Regions from separate parts of the Ovis aries genome. Here region 2 is linked to region 1. Evidence: chromatin contacts called from public Hi-C data. All regions are on one chromosome and are shown on one strand. Each heading gives the region's core, a stretch centred on a gene start, on an enhancer-like site or on the middle of the called end of the contact. The rest is flanking DNA. Distances are from core to core; before and after follow the strand shown.

Region 1 (4,189 bases), core at 635-3,134:
ATAAAATGAAGTTGGTGCTTGTGTGGTGGTGTTTTCTTAGCCTAAAGAATGATCTGTTGTTTGAAACCTTTGTAACTTGTGTGTATGAGTAAAGAAAAGGTGCAATCCAGTGCTTTTAGATGGCTTGATATACCAAATAATGATCTAGAGCAACATTCTTCTGTGTGCTTCCACAAGTTGAAAGGTCCTGCAGAAACAGTCAACGTGTTTAATTTCCCGTCATCTCCTGTCCTTTTCTGGGTAGGGCCAGGGGAGCCATAGGTGGCTAGGGCTGTGGCTAGAAGGGAGCCAGCTGTGGTCAGGGACTTCAGTAGGTCCCAGGCCCCCGGGGCTCTGGTGTCCCAAGCAAGGGCCTTACCCCACCCTTGTGCTTCCAGATAGTGGTTGCTGAAACTTCTGCAAGGAGAGGAACGGATGGCTTGGCATTCAGACTGTTAGCTGAAGTCATCTGGAAGCTGTTCTTTGCCTTTTTTGTGATCCTGCCATTAAGATGATGTACACAGACTGTCCTCATGCTCCAGTGGCCCTGACTTTAGGCCAGGAACCTTCTACTTCGTGTGGTTTAAGCCTTCCAGCTGAGTGAAGCTGGGGCAGATGGAGTTGGGGCAGCATCTACTCCTACCTCCATCGTGCTCCACCCCCATCAGTCAACACTCATTTGACAGACAAGAGGGTCCAGCTGCCTCTGAGCCAATCCTAGAGCCGTAATAGGCTTGAATGAGTCAGCTGTTTGAGCCCAAAGCTGTGCAGTCAGGCTTCCTGGTTGAGTAGGGAAGTCAGTATCTGAGTCTTATTGAATCAGGTTTACACCTAGGGGAGCTCCAGTTTGGGGGATGAAAGAAAAATTTCGCTTTCCCTGAGCACTTATCTTGGTGACAGGATCTAGAATGTGCCACAGTGTAGATAGAAATAGATTAAAATCTGGGGGAGAACCTCCCGTTACTAACAATGAAGACAGAAAGGCAAGGGGGCATATCTTTGGCTTTTCCTTGGTTACGTTGCAGTTTCAGGACTGGATGAGGCAGACAGATGAAACCTCCTGCAATGGCTCTGTTCTAACCTGAGCCCTTAACTGATACCAGCCAGCTGGACATTCCTTCCCTAGATGGCCAGATTGAAATCTTGCTAAGAGTTTTACTGAGAAATAAGGCCAGACCAACTACTGTGAGGCATGCCTGATGGCTTTGTGGCTTAAGCAGTTAGATGCTCAAGATGGGGTGCCAGGAATGCCTTCTTTCTGGTATTAAAATTTAGTGTGTTCTGGTTATCTCTTAAATGAGAACAAGAACCAGGATACACGCTGTAACGTTGAACCATGCTGTGCTGCTTGTCAGGCAGCATTAAGGGTGCATAGGGAGCAAGCAAGCGCGCTCTGTCGCCTGCACTTGGGCTGGTTGTGGAGGAGGGCCACTCATTTTTAAGTCCTGCATTCCTTCACCTGTTTGTTGCTTTCCTGTTTTTCATTCTTGAATTTGTCGCTTTGTGGGAACTAAGACTTAGGGATCATTTGAGAAGTTTGAAAGTCTCTTTTCTGACTAGTTGCCACATGGTTTGCTTGATCTTGACCAGTGGAGATAGCAGAGGGACCAGTCTGCTAACCCCTGGGAGGGTAGTATGCAGCTCCTTTATCCTATGGTCCTGGCCTCCTTCATCAGAACTTAGCTCCATGTCTTATCCCATGATCTGGGCCCTGGGATTCTCACTTGGCATCTTCAGTGCAGTCTCATTGAGTCAGAGGGTAAAAAAACAGTCCAAGACCAGAGGGGCTCATTGTCTTCCTGGCTAGGGAAGCTGGCCACCAGCATGGAAGCAGCTCGAGGCTGGCTGGACACTGGTCAGAGGCCTATCTATTCTGGGTGGAGCTTTCATCACAGAACAATGCTCTGTCTCCATCTGGCCACAGATGCTAACTCAGCCTCGACCATAGCTCAGGCCTGTATAGACTAGCGGTGTCCTTACCCCTAATTTGGCCAAGATTGAGGACTTCTGATACCGCCCCTACTCTGTCTCCAAGCCTCGATGAGACCCTCACAGGCTTTGCAGAAGCTCTGAGAACCAGTGTGGTGTCTTCCATGGGTCTCCTTGCCGCAAGGAACGAGCCTCATTGGTCCTTTTGGGCCAAGAACTGCATCTGGGCAAATTACTGTTTTTTCGAGGTGTTTTCTGTTGCCAGTTAAGACTCCTTATTAGCTAGCTCTCTGTGAGGCTTCAATGGCCTCAAGCAGAGGGTCCAGATGGGGGCCTAGCTGGGCCCTCTGCTGTCAACTGCTCAGCCTTGCTCTAGCTCCAGCCACTTGTGACGAAAAACAACCTTGTTTCCTTGCAAATTGCAGCATGTGACTTTGGTGCCCTGTTGTTACTTGTGAAAAACCTATTCTTCTGTTGTCTTTGATGTAGTCAAAAAAATTCATGTAGTTACGTAAAAATATCTGATTCACAAGGAAGCCAACTATATGTCTTGTGTTGGGACAGTTCATAATGTAGTTCCTAGACCACTTTTGCAAATTGTTCTTGTCACCAGGGGTGTTCAGACATTGCTGTGCAGTTGTGGGGGAGGGTGGGGGGAAGGCGAGGGGAGATACTTTTTGGTCTTTTTGTTTTTTACCTTCCCCAAGAGGGGACAGTCTGGCCAACTTGCTCCAGTAATGCAATAAAGACATTGCAATAAAGCACCTTTTGTTTTCATGCTATGGAGAGGTGGGCTGGGGTGGGGGCAAAAGGGAGAGGACTGGGGTACTGAAAAGTCCTGAAGCTGCCAAACCTTCTCTCCCATGAGCACCAGAAGATCGGTCCTGGGGCTGAACTGGGGCTGCAAAAATGCTTCCACCAACCCTGGGGGACTCAGAAACTAGCCCTGAGAAAGTTTAACATTGGAGCCCGTTCATCGCCACCCCATTCCTATTAGAAAGCCCACTGAGTTGATTCTTATCATATCTCTTTGCCCAGAATGTGTTTGCACATTCTGTTGTGGGGGTAGAGGATGTGGGCTGACTTACAGTGTGTCCTCTTGTGCCCCAGGCCCTGTCACCCTCCTACCACAACACTTTGTTGAGGTCCCTACGTGTTGGGAACATAATCAGCAAACATGACCACCACCCTGGGCAACAGGCACTTCGGTTCTTATCCCGGTCACTCAGGCCCCACCCACACGTACTGAACTGCAGATCAGACTGACAGGTGCTAATCTGTTGTTCTAAATGACCTTGCCTATATTCTTCCTCCCAGCTATACTTAGCTACAGAGCACCCTCAAGGCCAGTGCTAGAAACCATGGATAATTTCCCCTAATTCCAAGAGTTCTTCCCACTCTCAGCATGGGATACTCAGACTCCTATCTCCAGCCCAGTCCTCTCTCCTGGACTCCACCTGCTGGCTGGATAGTGCCACCGGCCCCTTGGATGTCCCACAGGAGTTTATTCAGAGGAAACATGCTTGGCTATGAATGCCCTGACCTTCCTACCACCACACCTGTCAGCAGTCCACAGCCACGTCACTGCTCTCCCTCTCACCTGTTTAGCCCTCCTCCTCCTGAAAGCCAGTCTCGCCAGCTGTATTTTGGCTCCTCTTTTTCTCTCTTCTCAGGACTCTACCATGAGTTTACCTATTGTTTCCTCTCAGCTGGTTGGGTATCTCTCACTCACTACTCAATCCTTTATCTCTTCAGGGGAAACCTTTTTAAAAACATTTAAGTTTTTGTCTTTATTTCCTCACTCCTCAAGTTTTTCGGTCCAGGTCCCACTGCTACCTGAAACTGCTCTCCTTGATGTCTTTGGTAACCAGCATTTGTGACGACCATTCTGCATGAAAAACTCTGCCACTGACTCCATGATCATTTATCTGGTTTTCCTCCTGCATCTCTGCTCCTTTTTAAAATAAATTTTTTGCACCATGCAGCATATGACATCTTAGTTCCCCAACCAGGGATTGAATCTGTGCCCCCTGCATTGGGAGCGTGGAGTCTGAGTCACTGTACCACCAAGGAAGTTCACTGTCCTCCTCTGGCCACCTTCTCACTTATGCTTTTTTCTCGGCAGTTTTATCCATATCCATGAAGTCACCTACTATCTCTTGGCCAATTATGTCTGTCTTCATTTTTCCTGCCTAGACTATGTTGCGAGGTACCTCATACTCAGAATGCTGAATGCAGGGTCACCACTGAGGCCTGGTTCTTTTTCATTATTTCATATTTC
Region 2 (4,189 bases), core at 860-3,359, 160 kb before region 1:
CTAGCCTGCGGGGTCAGATTTCAAGGAGTCGGAGGCCTGCCCTGCCCAGTCTGGCAAGGCCTGGGCAACAGAGGCCAGAAACCAAACCGGATTTGCCTTTAACCCCCCTCGGGCCAGAGCCCCTGTGCTCCAGATCCCTGCAATCCTGCTGCCTTCTTCAGATCCAGGGATAAAGGCTAATTCCCTGAAAGGAGAAGAAGCCCAAGGCACAGGCCACACCAGCATCAGAGAGTGTCCTCACCCCCAGCCCAATTCCTCCAAATTCGCCTGCACTTCATGCCTCCATTTCCTCATGCTTTGCTCACTCTCACCCAGTCTCCTGAGGCTTCAAGGTCTCTGGTGACAACCTGTGCTCAGCCATGGGTGTATCCTCCTTGACTTTCTGACACCTTGCTTTCCTGCTTTGCTTCCTTATGCTCTTTCTCCATTTGCTTCCTGGTAGCCTTTTCTCTGTTTATCCCTTAGAAACTGAGTTTCCTGGAGTTCACTCACCCTGTGTGTGCACACCCTGCCCATGGCTTCAGTGACCACCTATGGGCACATGACTTCCAAATATCCTGAGCTGCAAGTCCACTGGGTACATGGCTGCTGGTGAAGTACCCACCAGGTTTGCTCTCAACGGAGAGGAGATGCGGTCATTATCTCCAAGACCTCTGTCTCACTTGCCCCTTCCTCCATCCTCAGCCACCATCCAAGGGCTTTGTCCTTTGTCCATGTTGTCCGTTTCTCCCCAATTTTACCACCATCTCTAGATTCATGCCTCATTGCTTAGCTTCCTCAAACATGCCCTATACAGTCTGTTCCTGGTTTTCTGAACAATATCTGATTTCATTGCCTCTGGGCCTTTTTGCATGCTTTACCAACCCCCTCACTACGTGCAAATTCCTAGCCTCAGCTATTTCCTTCTAGAAGTCTTCTCTGACTAGGCAGGGTTCAAGCCCCTCCTAGTGTGTGATCAGACTACACATATGGAAAACTGGCTGCCTATCTTGCCTGTTGGACCCAAGATCCCTGAGGGCACAGAATCTTAGGCAGTGTTTGTTGAAAAAATACAACAAATTCCACTTGCAGCTGAAACTCTACTCCCATATCTCTGGACCTTCTCGGCTTTTGGCTCCCCATCATACACAGGCCACTGAATTTCCTTCCATGCTAGGTGATCTTGGGCAAACCCCTGCCCCTCCCTGAGGCCCCAGCCTGTTAGCCTACCCTGCCCCGCTCTAAGCCTGAAACTTCCTGGAAGGAGAGGATGCCCCTAAACTTCTCCACCCCAAGTTGTGTGGCAGCTAGGCTGCTCCTGGAGCCAAGACTCAGCCTTCAGGGAGACTTCCACATCTCATCATCAGGAGGAACTTTCAGGAAGAGTGTGGACATAGCAATCTCTTATTCCCCAGTAGGGGCTCTACTCAGGCTAAGACCCACTCCTGTAGGGAACCCCAAAGAACCCATAAACCCCATACTTACAAAGATGAGCATATTGAAGAGGATCATCATGACCTTAATGAAGCTGAAGCACCCCATGGTGGCTCCTGGGAGGCAGACATGTGGGAATTAGGATCTCGCTCCCTGCCCGCCTGCCCCAGCCTGGACTGACATACCAGACTCCAGCATCCTGGACTCACATATTTACCGAGCTTCTGCCTCTGGACTCTGATGTCTCTGGACTCTGACACCTCAGGATTTTCCCCAGTTCCCATCCTGATACCCCTAACTTTCTGGACTGCCCAGGACCTCTACTAACACCTGACACTTTGAAATTCTAACATCCCACGTGTGTCCATCCCACACTCACCCTGAGCCTGATTCCCCCACTTCAGGGTCACTCCATGTCGTTACCTGGCTCCAGCTTACCCTGGACTTTCCACTCCCACCACCCCAGACCAATCCTAGACTCTTCCAGGACCCTCCCCATGGCCCTTCCAGCTCCCCAAACCTGTTTCCAGATTGCTCTCTCTTCGCAGGAGAGTCTATCCTATGCCATCACCTGGTCGGGGGTCCTGGTAGTAAGTTCTGTAGGAGGGATCCGCTGAGGCTCCAGAGAGGACCACGGCTCCAGGGGAACTGCCACTGAGTGGGCAGGCGGGAGACAGCGCTGGCTCTCACGGCACTGCTCACCTGTGGGCGGGGCAGGAGCTTTAAAGGCTCCTTCTGCCCGCCCCCCGCCCCCGGTTGGCCTGCCCCTGCTGCCCCCTGCTGCTTGCCGCTTCCTCCCCACAGCCCCGGCAGCCTCTGGCCTCCGCCTGGCAACGCCAAGCACAACAACGCCCCTCCTGATCTGAGTAAGACAACTGTCTGGGGCTGAGGTGAGCAGCCCCCTAGAACCGTGTACCTTCCACAGCAAGGCACAGCTGCTTCCTAACCTGCACCTGCCGAGTCGGCCGGACACATCCTACATGCTCGCAGGTACACACACCTGCCCAAGCTGTATATTCACACCCACATACACAATGCACACTTGCACAGGCACACACACCTGTGAACTCTGTGTGGGCTGGCTCCTAGCGACAATCCACAGAGCAACATCTGAGATACATACTGGAGCTCTCTCTCTCACACGCACACACCCCACACTCATGCAGGCATGCCCACACATGCTTTCAAGGAAGTGACCAGGCTTGGCATTTTCTCCCCTACTCTGAGTGGCAAACAAACGACTCTTCCTCTTTCTCCCTCCACGAAACTTCAACCCATCTTTTCTCTCTCTGCGTCTTTCCTCCCTCCCCACACTTTTTCTCTCCTCTGTCCTCTCAGCATTCTGTATACACCCTTTCCATTCCTACCAGCAGAGGGCACCATGGTCCAACAAAAGCGCTGCCCTCCCCTGAAAGCTCTGCAGCTCTGTTATCCCCATCTTCACGAGTCCCTTCCCGGCTGCTGATGTTGAGCTGCTGGGAAAGTTTTGGCTTTTAAGTCACTCAAGCCAAGTGCTCCAATCCTGGTTCTGTTGCTTATTAGCTGTGTGACCCTGGGGGCATTTCTTAGACTTGGGTTTGAGCCTCTATTTCCTGGTCTGTATAACAGGATAGTTACAGGGTTTTAAGACGAGATTAAAAATGAGATTTTTCTTCCCATTCTGGGACAGAAGCGAATGACCACAGAGTGAAAAGTTCAGAACAAAGAGAGTCACAGCCAGAGGGGGTGTGGGGTGGAAGATTTTTAATTTGTTTTTATAATGGGAGGAGGCAGCTGAAGAGACAGGAAAGAGAGGAAGGCTGTTAACGTGAATATTTGTACAGATCATGTTTTCAACGTGTAACTTATATCGTAGGGTTTTTTTCACCTTTCACAATAATCCTATAAGAGTCTCTTTTCATCTGCTTTTTCAGTATGGGGAAAGAGAGAGATACAGAAAGTTAAGTGCACATTTCTGAATGAATGAATGAATGAATGAATGAATGAATGCAGAATGTGCTGTGTGCTCAGTTGCTCAGTCGTATCCAACTGTGACCCCAGGGGTTGTAGCCCACCGGGCTCCTCTGTCCTTGGGATTCTCCAGGCAAGAATACTGGAGCGGGTTACCATTTCCTCCTCCAGGGGATCTTCCCAACCCAGGGATTGAACCCAGTGTCTCCTGCAATGACAGACGGATTCTTTACCGCTGAGCCACTTGGGAAGCCTTGACTGCAGAATAGCAGGAGTTAAATGTCTGGGCTTTGGACCTTGGCCATCCCAGATCTGAATCCTTGCCTGCCTCTAGTTGTGTGACTTCACTCAACTAAGCCTCGGTTTCCTTGTACAGTCGATTTTCATCATTCACGGATTTCACATCTGTGAATTTACCCGCTCGCAAAATGATCTGTAAGTCCAGAGCACACTCATGGCACTTTAGTGGTCATCCATGTCCGTGTGTAGAGCAGCAAAAAAATTCAAGTTGTGCAATACGCTTGTTCTCTGATGAGGTTGAACAAGGGGATGCTCTGCTTTCTTGTTTCGGCTCTCATAATATAAACAAGTGTTCTTTTTGTGGCCTACTTATTGTCTGTCACTTTTTTGCACTTATGTGCTTTTTGTTGGTGATTTTGCTATTAAATACCCTGCTCCAGCATAATACTGAAGTGCTCTCTAGTGTTCCTAAGTACAAGAAGACTGTCATGTGCCTTGCGAAGAAAATACTTGTGTTGGATAAACTTTATTCAGGTACATGTTATAGTGCTATTGGCTATGAGTTCAATGTTAATGACATCAATAT

What was found. A called contact is a pair of places that touch in the nucleus more often than the background predicts.
Region 2: a Hi-C map of hypothalamus shows a contact between it and region 1, with 6 times the contacts expected there. The contact joins the promoter of TSPAN1 here to the enhancer-like site in region 1. A contact is called at or near these places in 13 of 16 Hi-C or Micro-C datasets (blood, hypothalamus, liver and 6 more).

What each region holds. Positions count from the first base shown.
Region 1 is chr1:20,612,731-20,616,919 of ARS-UI_Ramb_v3.0, reverse strand. PIK3R3 (phosphoinositide-3-kinase regulatory subunit 3) reads left to right here. Exons shown (of 10, transcript XM_042247340.2): 10 at 1-2,669. Among named protein-coding and RNA genes, the nearest start is that of TRNAC-ACA, 68 kb to the left of the region's middle. Within about 2 kb of position 1,884, at least 4 of the 54 cell types and tissues checked have an H3K27ac peak or open chromatin away from gene starts, as enhancers often do. A contact at or near this core is called in hypothalamus, where this site is marked.
Region 2 is chr1:20,773,635-20,777,823 of ARS-UI_Ramb_v3.0, reverse strand. TSPAN1 (tetraspanin 1) reads right to left here and starts at 2,109. Exons shown (of 7, transcript XM_060407109.1): 1 at 1,985-2,109; 2 at 1,465-1,529. The coding sequence starts at 1,521.